Regions from separate parts of the Arachis hypogaea genome. Here region 2 is linked to region 1. A link is a contact called in public Hi-C data. All regions are on one chromosome and are shown on one strand. Each heading gives the region's core, a stretch centred on a gene start, on an enhancer-like site or on the middle of the called end of the contact. The rest is flanking DNA. Distances are from core to core; before and after follow the strand shown.

Evidence for each region. Hi-C and Micro-C count contacts between places; a contact is called where the count stands out from the background.
Region 2: a contact with region 1 is called in a Hi-C map of an unstated tissue, with 2.6 times the contacts expected there. The contact joins the promoter of LOC112796452 here to the enhancer-like site in region 1. A contact is called at or near these places in 2 of 8 Hi-C or Micro-C datasets (leaf and an unstated tissue).

The regions. Positions count from the first base shown.
Region 1 is chr4:19,745,732-19,751,964 of arahy.Tifrunner.gnm2.J5K5, reverse strand. No RefSeq gene overlaps it. Among protein-coding and RNA genes, the nearest start is that of LOC112796451, 12 kb to the right of the region's middle. Within about 2 kb of position 1,459, at least 2 of the 3 cell types and tissues checked have open chromatin away from gene starts, as enhancers often do.
Region 2 is chr4:19,837,947-19,843,604 of arahy.Tifrunner.gnm2.J5K5, reverse strand. It overlaps LOC112796452 (protein LATERAL BRANCHING OXIDOREDUCTASE 1), which reads left to right and starts at 4,262. Exons shown (of 4, transcript XM_025838910.3): 1 at 4,262-4,660; 2 at 5,013-5,260. The coding sequence starts at 4,364. LOC140184411 (a long non-coding RNA gene) reads left to right here and starts at 397. Exons shown (of 2, transcript XR_011881015.1): 1 at 397-1,572; 2 at 3,236-3,801.

The sequences.
Region 1 (6,233 bases), core at 210-2,709:
CTATTTTGTTATTCTGATAATAATATATTAGAAAATAGAGCAAGTAGAAAAAAAAAGAAAGAGATAAAAGAAGAGAAAGAGTGAAAAAAAAGTTTCTAGTTTTGAAAAAAATTTATTTTAATTATAATAAAAAAATAATATGTGACATATTTTAATTATAAAATTAATAATATATAAAAAAAATAATTAAGCATGCATCATGATCCTTGCCAGCTACACCAATTCTCTACTTAAAGAGGAGGAAGAAATAAGGCAAATCATGTGGACTGTGGAACACTTCCACACAAACATTTTATATTTTTTCTTAAAAAAAATTAACAAACAAAAAGTGGACAAAATCATTGGTTGGCTTGTCCTATAGGTCCAAATACTAAGACGAAGAGGGGAGAGCTTTTCCTTTGTCATCACTCATCACTCGTCAGTCCCACATATCTCATTTATGAGTGTTTTGGTTTGTTGATTTGGTGCTGCCAATTCACAATCACTCCCTTTCAGTCCTAAATAATTATTTATTTAAATAAACTACTATGTTAAAAAGATAATATTTAGTTTTGTACTATTTTGTCTGAATATATAATTATTTGGGACCAAAAGATAATAATTAAAGAAAAAACTTGTAGATGATCATGCTCACTATTGTATGCAAAAAAAATATACTCTTTCTGTTTTTTAGATTAGTACCAACTTGTGACTTTTCATTTGGACTTGAGAAATTTTTTTTTAAAAGATATTAGAGTTATAAAGATTATAAAATTATCTTTGAAAAATAGGAGTCTTACTAAAAAGAAAAATAGTAATATTACATTAATTTGTTAAGTAAATACCTATTTGTAAAAGAATAAAATTTCAGAAATTAGACATTTATTCGAAATCGGAATGATTCCTTTAATTGGTGATACAACATTGTAGTCGATCAAGTAATTCAAGATGACAAAGAAGCACAACGAAAGGAGGTTATAAACTTATATATAGTGTGTGCATTATTGTAGATGAGAGGTTTGATTTGATCTATAAAGTTTGCACACTTTTGTAAAATTGTCGTGTTTATATGTCGAATATATATTAGATATGATATTTGTTCAACATACATATTTTCTATGTCTAATTATGTTTTAATAAAAAAAATTAAATATATTTAAATATTATTATTTGTCAATGTATTTAATTTTATTTTTAATATATATTTTTAAAATAAATTTAAAAATAATATATGTTATTATTTATCAAAAAATATTTTAAAATTTTTATATCATTAAAAATAATTAAAAATTAATTTATATTATAAATTATTCAAAAAATAATTTATATTTTATAATATATTTTTATGTCTTATCAAAATTTAAAATTGGTAAGTCACCAAAAAAAAAAATTAAAATTGGTAGGTTGATATAAGTTCCATGTCCATGTTAGTCTCTGTGCATTATAGGGTCTGATGCATGAATGATGAATGTAGTAAAAAGGTGCAACAATCAAATCCAATGAGCTCATGCTCATCAGTGGAAAGAATAAAAAATTAAAAATAAACAAAAGATACAGCCTTTAGTGTTGTTGGAATATGACACATTGACTAACTGCCCCACTATCAGACAAGGATGTGGGGGTATAGCTCTGTGGGTCCATGCTGGGAAACCAAAATTTTGCTTCCAGACTTCTACAATTTAAAATTAAGAAAGAAAAAAAACTTAAATTAGAGGTATAATTAACTCATCCGAACTGTTAAACAAGTATCGGTTTAAATCTTATCTTATATATATTAGTTTATTGGTTAATAATATAAAAAAAATTACTTATTTGCAAACAAATATGTTGTACCTAACTTGTTTATCAAATGTGAAGGAAACTAATATATATGAAAACCAAATAATTAATTTGGAAGGAATTTCGTCCTCTCTTGGTTTGTAGGAGAGTTAATCCAAAATTTGTTTGAAACATTGGGATTTTTTAGTGCATTTTCATTAAACTACTTATTTTAAAAATTTAAAATAATTCTTAAAAATACATAAATAATTATATCTTTTAACACGTATATATTAACATGCACAGTAATTACATTTAGCAATTTAGTTTGTCATTCTCTAAACGTGACGGGACAAATAACCAAGGAACCTTGGGAGTTTATTCTCGAAACCAAATTTTCCATTCTCAGCTACCATAGTGGATCATGCCCAACTTCCTTTCTCAGTCTTACGAAACGTGGAATCCAACACCTAGATCTAATTTTTTAGCCCCTTAAGTTATAATTCACAATTGACTTGAATATGATGAATACACCTGAGGAACTTGACTATAATAGCAGGGAAGTTGTGTAGCTAATTAATGATAAATGCTTGTTCGACGTTGATATCATGGTACCAATAAACTCTAAACCCTATACCGTAACTTTAATAAATAATAACACCCACCCGCTCTAGTACTCAGTTTTTGGTAAATGAGGCCCAACTTTGATATTTAAATATATAAGCCATTTATTTTCACCTTTAAGTTTTCTTAGGTTTAGTTTGATAAAATTTTTATTTTTTAAAAATAATTTATAAAAATTAATTTTTAAAAGAGTTTTTTAAAAATGATAGCATTTATGTTTGTTAAATCAAATTAAAAATAGTTTTTAATAAACACAAACAATAATTACATTTGGTAAAATAATTTTTAAAATTTAAAAATACTATGATAGACATAAATGCAAGTATTAAACTTAAAAATTAGTTAACATACGAGATTATATTAGATTTTTAAATTTTAAAAAGCACAAGACAAATTTAAAAAACTCTATCTTAGGTACTTTTAAAAGTATTCCTATCTTTTAAAAGTTGTAAGTACAAGTACATGGTCTTTTTGATTTACTAAACACAAAATGAGAAACTTGAGTTTTTAAAAAACATAAACATCTCTTCCAAAAGTTTTACCAAACCAAGCTTTAGTTGTGTAATTGATACTCACTTTTCTATGTTCAAAATGACAATACTAGTAGCCATAATAATGATTGCATAAAATGATAACCCACTACAGAATAACTGAGTGCTACACAAGTGTGTATGTGTTTTTCTTGGTCCTTTTTCAATTCTTAGATTTTCGAACGTGCAAATAGCATGATGTTATATTCGCCATTTTGAGCAATATGTGTGTCATTGAGTTTGAGAAAGGTGAGTTCTACAACTACTAGTGGAGGGGTCCCATTGACCAACCCTGAGTAAATTATTTGAACGTCGCATTAGGAAGCATTGAAACAATGATTGAATAATTTGCAGATTTTAGAGCATGTACAACCGTTGGGGGAGATGAAGTGCTTAAGCTATAGGAGGAATATCCAAGTTCATCAAGGAACTCGCTACTAGTGCTTTCTTGGGTCAGGCCAGTGTCAAGGGGAATAATGCAAACCGTTTATATTGCTTCATTCACTGGTAATTGACACCAATATTAGGTTTGGTGAATTTGTTCAAGTTCCATTTGTAGCACTTTCTAGTGTCTCCTCCCTTGGCATCAGTACTACAAGTGGGTCATTTTTATCTCTTTCCCACCACTATGCGTACTGTGTCCCCTCCAACTTCCCTAAGATTTTTTTTTTGTTTTTTACGATATTTTTTAACCTGACAAATTAAAAATTAATTTACTGCAAATTTAAACTTCATTTAAGGATCTACCATTAGCCAAAGAATTACTGCATATACAAAACATAATTTGAAGCCCCGAAACTTGCTTAAACGGATGAGTAAGCTAACTACTCGACAACCCAAATTGATTAACTTCCCTAATATATTTTTTTTTTGGTATTAACTTCCATGCAACTTCAAATTATTTGGTGAAAAATATGAGATCAAAGTTGATTCTTTTCATCGGTTCAAGAGGAACTCCCTTGACGCACTTATATTTTTCTAGAACACATCTCATGGGGCATTGATTTGTCCACAAATGGAGCCAACATTGAGACCATAGCGAGACACTAATGGAAATGGAGCCAACATTGAGAATCTATGATTAGACGCCCATGATATTCTTAAGGTTTTTTCGGGAGGTATATACCTCTAAATATCTGTGTTCATTTAGATGTGGTCTGTAAACTAATCTAGTATAAATTAAATGCCAATTTCTAAATTTTAGCATCTCTTTGGTTTCTATTTCCATTTTCAATTTTTCTGTTTTGAAAATTTTAAAAAAATAAAAAAATAAAAACAATAAATTTGAATATGTTAAATTTGACCAATTATACCCTGATTGATTATATAACCTATTTTTTCAGTCCTATTTAATACTCTTCTAATAATACTACTATCAATGCTAAATACAATTTGTAATTTTTTTTAACTTAAATATTTTTCAATCATTTTCTTAATCTATATGCGCACATAAACTAAAAATGATTATGGGAGTAGTATTTAACATTGTCTAACAAGATTCCCACCTAAAATGTTAGAAGTTAAAACAATAATACTGTAGTAAAGATGGTGGTAGTGACAATAGATGTGGTAGTAGCAGCCATGGCGATTTGGCGAATAGCTAACAACCACAACCAACTATTGCCAATAGCGAACAGCCAACAGAAATTCATTATGTACCTTCCTGATCAACATAAAGCTAGAAAGGTGGAGGAAGCGGCAGCATGGCAAAAGCAGATGCAGTGGGAGAAGGAAGGGGAGAGGGAGGGGGGAGGTGAAGGAGCCTGAGGTAGGGGGAGGAGAAGCATCAGGGAGGAATGAGAAGGAAAATGGTATGAGCAACAGAGGCGGTGTGTTGGTGAAAGGGAGGGTAGAAGTGGAATTTTAAAAATATTTAAAGACATAACTGTAACTAAAATCTGCATCTCATGTCTAATTTTCATATCTCAACATTTTGGAATACCACAAAATACATGTATTTTGTGTATTGAGTAAACTACCATTTCTACCTACGAAAGTTAAAAACGTTGACATATCTATTCATGGAAAAAGAAAATTACCATTTGTATCCATGAAATCCCCAAATTATCTTACCATTTCATAGAGATGGGTTATATTAGAAGGTAATTTGGAAATTTCAATTTTTTTTTTGGATTTGGATAGTTTTGTTAGCAAAAATTCATGTTTCATGGGTACAAATGGTAATTTCCTTTTTTTATGGATAGGTATATCAGTGTATTCAACGTGAACAAAAATAGTAATTTACTTGTGTATGTGTGTCTCAAAAATTATATGCTTCAACAAACAACCGACATGTGCTAATGTGCTATCATGTCTATATCTAGTGGACATGGACACCAAAACAAAAGAAGCCATAATTCTTCAGAATCGGTAACAAATCATTATTAAGGGGAATGCTATTTGAACCATCAATTAGTTCATCTAATATAGAATAAAATCTACATCATTACAAAAAAAGAAAATCACCTAAATCATATGGCAACAGTATGCTCCCAATATTTGGAAACATGGAAAATCAACCCACAAGTTTTATTAAAATAAAAATTGACCTTTCTCTTTTTATGCATTAACAAAAAAAAACATATTCAAGGAAAAATTAAGATACTAGCTTAAAACATTTTTAAAATTAGGAAATAAAGTCCAAAAAATCATTCTGTGCTATTAGTTCCCTGCAAATGCATCGCCAAGATAGAACTAAAGTTAATAAACACTTAACTATTGATGTTTTATGTCACTTTAACCATGAAGAACCAAACTATGAAACTAAAATTGTTGATCCTAAATCATGCATTGTTAATTTGAAATACACCAAATAAAAGCACTCTTATATCGATAAATAACAAGTTCAATGACATCTCATTAAAGATCTATTAAACCATACCCAAAAATCAAGCCTCCACAAGTATCACACTACTCACCCCAGTTATTTCATTTCTTAACGAGAGGAGCAACTGCCATCAGAACAAATCATAATTGAAACTTACATCATCCTCTTCATTTACATTTTACAAGCAATACTTTCATAGATCAACACGACACAACTGTAAATTGGCCAAATGTATAAATGTTTTGAGGGAGCAATATTACGCTTTGCACAGAAATGATAAACTCTATAACTCACCAACTCATTGATATCTTCGTATGAGAAACCTGATATTCCAAGATGTTAGTATTTATCTATTTATTACCTTGAAACAATGTCACTTCCCTCATGGATACACCTACCTTTCACCATCCATTCACAATTTTGAATCTCTCTCCCTTCTCTTTCATTTCTGCTATCATCTAAGGTTTCCTCATGCCACATGTAAAGTCTGAATTGACTCCTAAAGATAATCCACG
Region 2 (5,658 bases), core at 3,013-5,512, 89 kb before region 1:
ATAATACAAAATTATTATATGCATAATAAAAATTAATTAATAAATCAATTATTATATATTTATGTATAAATATTTATATTATTTATTTTATTTTTATTTTTTATATTTTAATATATATTTTATATTACTGATTAATTTAATAATTAATTTTTGGTACGTAATATGTTCGATACTAATATTCTTGAAAAATATTTAAAATAATTCCGAATCCATAATATTTATTAGGTTTAATTATTCTGTAAGTTTTTATAATTTTATCAAATTTTTAATTAAATTTTTATATTTTTTAATTAAATTTTTGTATTATATAATTTTTTAATTTAATCCTTTTTTTAAATGTTAAAAATCTAAAAAACGTTAATAAATTATAAATTTACTTATCTATCCATGTCTCTCACCCATCATTGGTTGCTCTCCGTTACTTTTCCCACTCAACTCTTCTTCCATCACAGTTTCATCCCCACTCAACTCTTCTTCCGTCACAATTCCATGGTCAATTTTATCTCCTATAACCTCATCATCATCAAGCATTTTCCAAACATTAGAACATGACTCATCATCTTTCACAGTCCCTTGTTCATAGCTACCATTTGATGATATCACATATTTTTCATAATTCTTAATCAATTTTCAACATCATTCTTTCTAAAATATATAATTTATGAGAGTCAGCTTTTGTGTTGCAAGATTCATGTAGGATAGTAAAAAGAATGAGAATGAGGTGTGTAAGCTTTCGAAATAAAAGGATCAAGTAGTTACTCTTGCGTACTCTTTTCTGTGTGTACTCTTTTTTTTAACTGTAGATTGGTTCATTAGATAAAATTAATTGTAGATAACTATAATAAATTATTTCTAGTATTAAGAGAAAGTGTTTTGTAATAATAACTATTTTTTCCTTATCTTTGTTTGTAAATAGAGATATATCAGTGTCAAACTAACATGCTATTTGAATTTTGGTAACATATTACGAATGTTTATTTTTATCATCAACATGCTATCTGAACAGATGAAGAGTTATTTATATTATTTTATCATTTCTTTTTAACATGATATGTTTACCAAACAATTTTCTTACGCTGATGAAAATGTAATTAATGTCATTAAAAAGTTGTGGTTCAGATTTATTTTTTCATAAACCGTGTCCGTTGCCACTGCAACAATATTTCAGTGATTTTTTCATTTTTCCGGCTTGTCAAGAAGAAGATGAAGTCTCGTCGCGAGAAAGAAAAAGTCATTTTTATTTAAAAACAGAACGGACCGAGGCCACATCTTTATTTGGAATCGAGTAGTGCAATACAAACAGCAACACTTGTGAAAGAAAGGCAAGAGAGGAAGACGAGATGGCGATGTGAGTACTCACCAAGAAGCACAGCTGCAGAAAGAGAGACATGATGTGTGAGCAGTGGAGCATATCAAAGCGTTGGACACAGTGATAGCGGACGAGCAGAAAGAGCAGGAAGAGAGGCATGATGTGTGAGCAGTGGAGCATATCAAGCGTTGGACACAGTGATAACGGACGAGCAGAAAGAGCGTGCAGTAGATCTGACGGTGAAGCTCAACGAAAGAGTTGGGGTAAGTTTGTGAGTAAAAATAACCAGATTTTTTTTGGAATTTCGAAATATAAAGATGTGATTAGTTAGGTTTTATACTCTAATAGTAAGCATATTTATTTTTTTAATAGAATATTCTATTATTTTAAATATATTTTTACAGTAAAAATTAAATTAAAAAAATTATAATATAAAAATTTAATTAAGACAATTTAAAAATTTAATTAAAAATTCGATAAATTAATTAATTCTACATATTATGGTATCATACATAACCAATGAAAAGACATGGTGAAACTTTAGTCTTCCAATATCCTCCAAATGCATTAATTAGGGGTCCTGGCCTGATTGGCAAATTATTTATTTATATATATTGGTGTCACAAGTCACAACATATATACTCACAAAAGAGAAAATTTTTTTTCTTAAATATCAATATAATTGTGTTTCTTATTGATATTTATTTTAACATTTAAACTCATTTTTTTTAACCTTTATATAAAAAATCCCATTAATACTCATTTTAAATTTCAAATGATACTTATTTTTTCAAAAAAAAAAAAAAAGACACACTAGGATGAATTATGATTTGAAACTTACTTACTACTGCTTCCCCCAAACTTTTCGCCATGTTAATCTCAGATGCATCCATCCTTAAATCAAAGCTTAGTAGTGAAGGTTGATCAGAAAATTATATATTTTGTACTCAATGATCACCTATTAAAGATATATATATTTTCAAACACATGTGTTTTTTTGGTTGCTCAAACACATCTGAGTTAGTCAATGTTATTTTGACATATATAAATAGTAAACAATAAATATGCACATTTCATGAATATATCAAGATATGCCTGTTGACATACATATCTAATAATTAATAAATTAATTAATCTACTAGTACTAATAATAGAGATATGAATGATACACAAAAATTAGTGTTCACAGAGAGAATAATTACCCATTTTCCATATATGAGATCTTAAATAAAATATTCAAACAAAATTGTCTCTAATAAAAAAAATGCATGCACATATATATTATTCTAAAAAATAAATAAATAAATAAATAAATAAATTTGATGCACCTAAAATTTAAAATATTTTATGATTTTTTAATCACATCTATTTTTTACAATTATTTCCGTTGTCAAAGTAAAAAACAGTTATTTTATTTATATGACACTACATAATTAAATATAAGTATAAAATTATTTAATCTGATAGTATTAAAATTAAATTTTAAAAAAATTAGAATAAATTAATAATAAAGATGAGTGTGTGGGTTAATTATTTTAGAAAGAGTTTTGCTAGGAAACTAAAAGGGGTTCAGTCAAAAACCTGCCAAACTTTTTAATGGGTTGGACTTCGAAATTCATCTTAATAAAAATAAGTTAATATACATCGATGTTTCTTCTGTTAAGTATTAGAATGTTTCTTTTTCATACTAAATAGATGTTCTTTTATATATTTTTCAAGTTTTTTTATTGCAAATGTGAATATCTCTATTTCTTTAAGAATTTTATAATTTTTTTTAATTCTATAAATATAAAATATAACTGGATATTTCTTTTGTTAAGCATTAGGATGTTTTTTTTTTCATATTAAATGGATATTTTTTATATTTCTGTAATTATTCAAGAACAACTCGTACTCTACCACTCATTCCTTAAACAATTTCTGAAGTTGAACCAAGTGCAAGGCAGAGACCGACTGGATGTGATGGAATCGCGATTTGACTGATTCGAAGGGAGATTGGATGTGATAGAATTGCGATTTGACCGATTCGGCCACGAAGAGCTGGTCTAGTTGAACAGTTTGGACTTTACGTTATCGGAACACCCAGTTAGAGAAGCAATCAGAGAATTGAACGGCTGGGATAGCATCTGAGTAGAGAGAAAGACTGAAATCAGAAGTTAAGAGAAAACGATTGTGAGGGAACTTGTGGCGGAGGGAGTGCTAGTCTCCACCGGAGCAAAACTCCATGACGATGCAAGAGAAGTGCGAGGCTTCGAACTCGGCCTAGAGGGTAGGGAGGAAAGGATGGTTCAGCATCTTGAGAATCCTTCTCTTCATTTCGGCTCTCTCTGTCTGAAGTGGATAGGTTAATATGGGAGAGAAGAGAAAGATTTTTATAGGCTTTAATTATGTTTACTTAATCAATTTTAAATTTTTTAATTTTAAATTTAAAAAATTTAAAAATAATTATTAATAATTATAATTAATTAAATTGTTCACTTTTTGGTTGGTCAGACATTTGGTTCTCTATACTTTTCCTTTTAGAAATGAAAAAAAAAATTGTATGTAATCTAGTATAATGGTTAGTTAGTGTGTTTTTTTCTAATATAAATTTTTATTTAATTTTTAATTTTAATTAACGAATCAGACCTCAAATTTAAAGAATAATAAAATTTATAGAAAAATCTAACTATCATATTTCATGGTGCATAAATCAGAGGATTTAATTTGTGTTGAAAGAAATTTTTTATTTCACTATAAAAATAAATCAGAAGATCCGATTAGCACACTTAAAAAAATTTTAATACTAAAATATAAATTGAAGAGACAGATTTATATGTTCAAAAAATAAATATGAGAGTAGATTTGTATGTTTAAAAAAAAACTAAAAACGAAAGTAACAAGTCTAAAGTCTCCACATAAATATAGAGCAACTTTTTTAACACGTGAGGAGTCCTAAAAATTCCACTATAAATAGAGAGTTGGTTTCGAGGGTAGGGTCATGATAAGAGCAATAACAGTAATAAGTGTTTGTTTAATTTATAAGAAAAATACTGCTCCAAAAATTGTATTTCAATGGCTCCAGTGCATATTATTTCTCCCATCAACGTTGGACACATTGATGATGTCATAGAACTTAGTAAGACTAAGCCAGACACTATTCCCCAAAGGTTTGTGAGAGACATTACAGAAAGACCAACAATAGCTACGTTAACTCCTAATAAAGCTCCCATCATTACTACTCCAACACATAATAATCATCACATGCCTATCATTGATTTCTCCAATCTTAGTAAACATAACACACATGAACTCTTCCTTCATGAGCTTCTGAACCTTGCAACTGCTTGTCAGAACTGGGGATTTTTTCAGGTAACAATCTACTGAAATTTAATTTGAAATTTTGAATACACACACTAAATTAAAACATATACTTGTTATTTTTTTTTGCTGTCTAACTTTTCCAGTTATAATATTTTGAGGATATTATTGTTATTGAAATTTAATTTTTATGCACTAACTTGGTGTAAAGAAATTTTATACAAATAATTAATTTTGTATTTATTATATCAGTAAAAATAACTAATTTTTACAATCTCTATTTAAACATTCATCTAAATGTATAAATTTAACTTGGTAATCGTAATTTTTTTTTATCAAAATTAAACTCTTATTATTATTAGTGTTTATGAAAATTAAAGTTGAGTATGGTGATTATTTTTAGGTGGTCAATCATGGTGTTGACCTCAATCTGATGGAGAGCATAGAGAAGATGAGCAACGAGTTTTTTATGCTACCTTTGGAAGAGAAACAAAAATATCCAATGCTACCTGGAACAATCCAAGGGTATGGACAGGCTTTTGTTTTTTCAGAGGACCAAAAGTTGGATTGGTGCAATATGTTGGCTCTTGCAATTGAACCTCAACATGCTAGGAATCCAAATCTGTGGCCTAAGAAGCCAGAAAAGTTCAGGTAACGACCCTAAATTAGTGGCTAAGACATGTGCATGAGTGGCAGTTTTAGTTGTTTCTTAAAGTCCTACACAGGATTCCATACCCAGCAATAGCTAAATTGTAGTGAAATTTGTTTGTGTGAATGGGGGTGTGTGTTTGAACCAAAAAAAAATCTTTAATTAATAATTGTCTCTTAATCTTACCCTTTTATTCCATTATCTTTTTAAAAATATATTTTGTGTATAAATCTATATTTATAGTGTAAGATATTGTGTTAATTTATATTTAGTTTATTATAAATCACTCCCACTTTATCTAATAATAAAATAGTATTCATTCGATATATGAGATAAGAACGAAGATAAATAATATATAAAATATATTTTACGTATATTAAAAACTAAAAATTTTTACTAT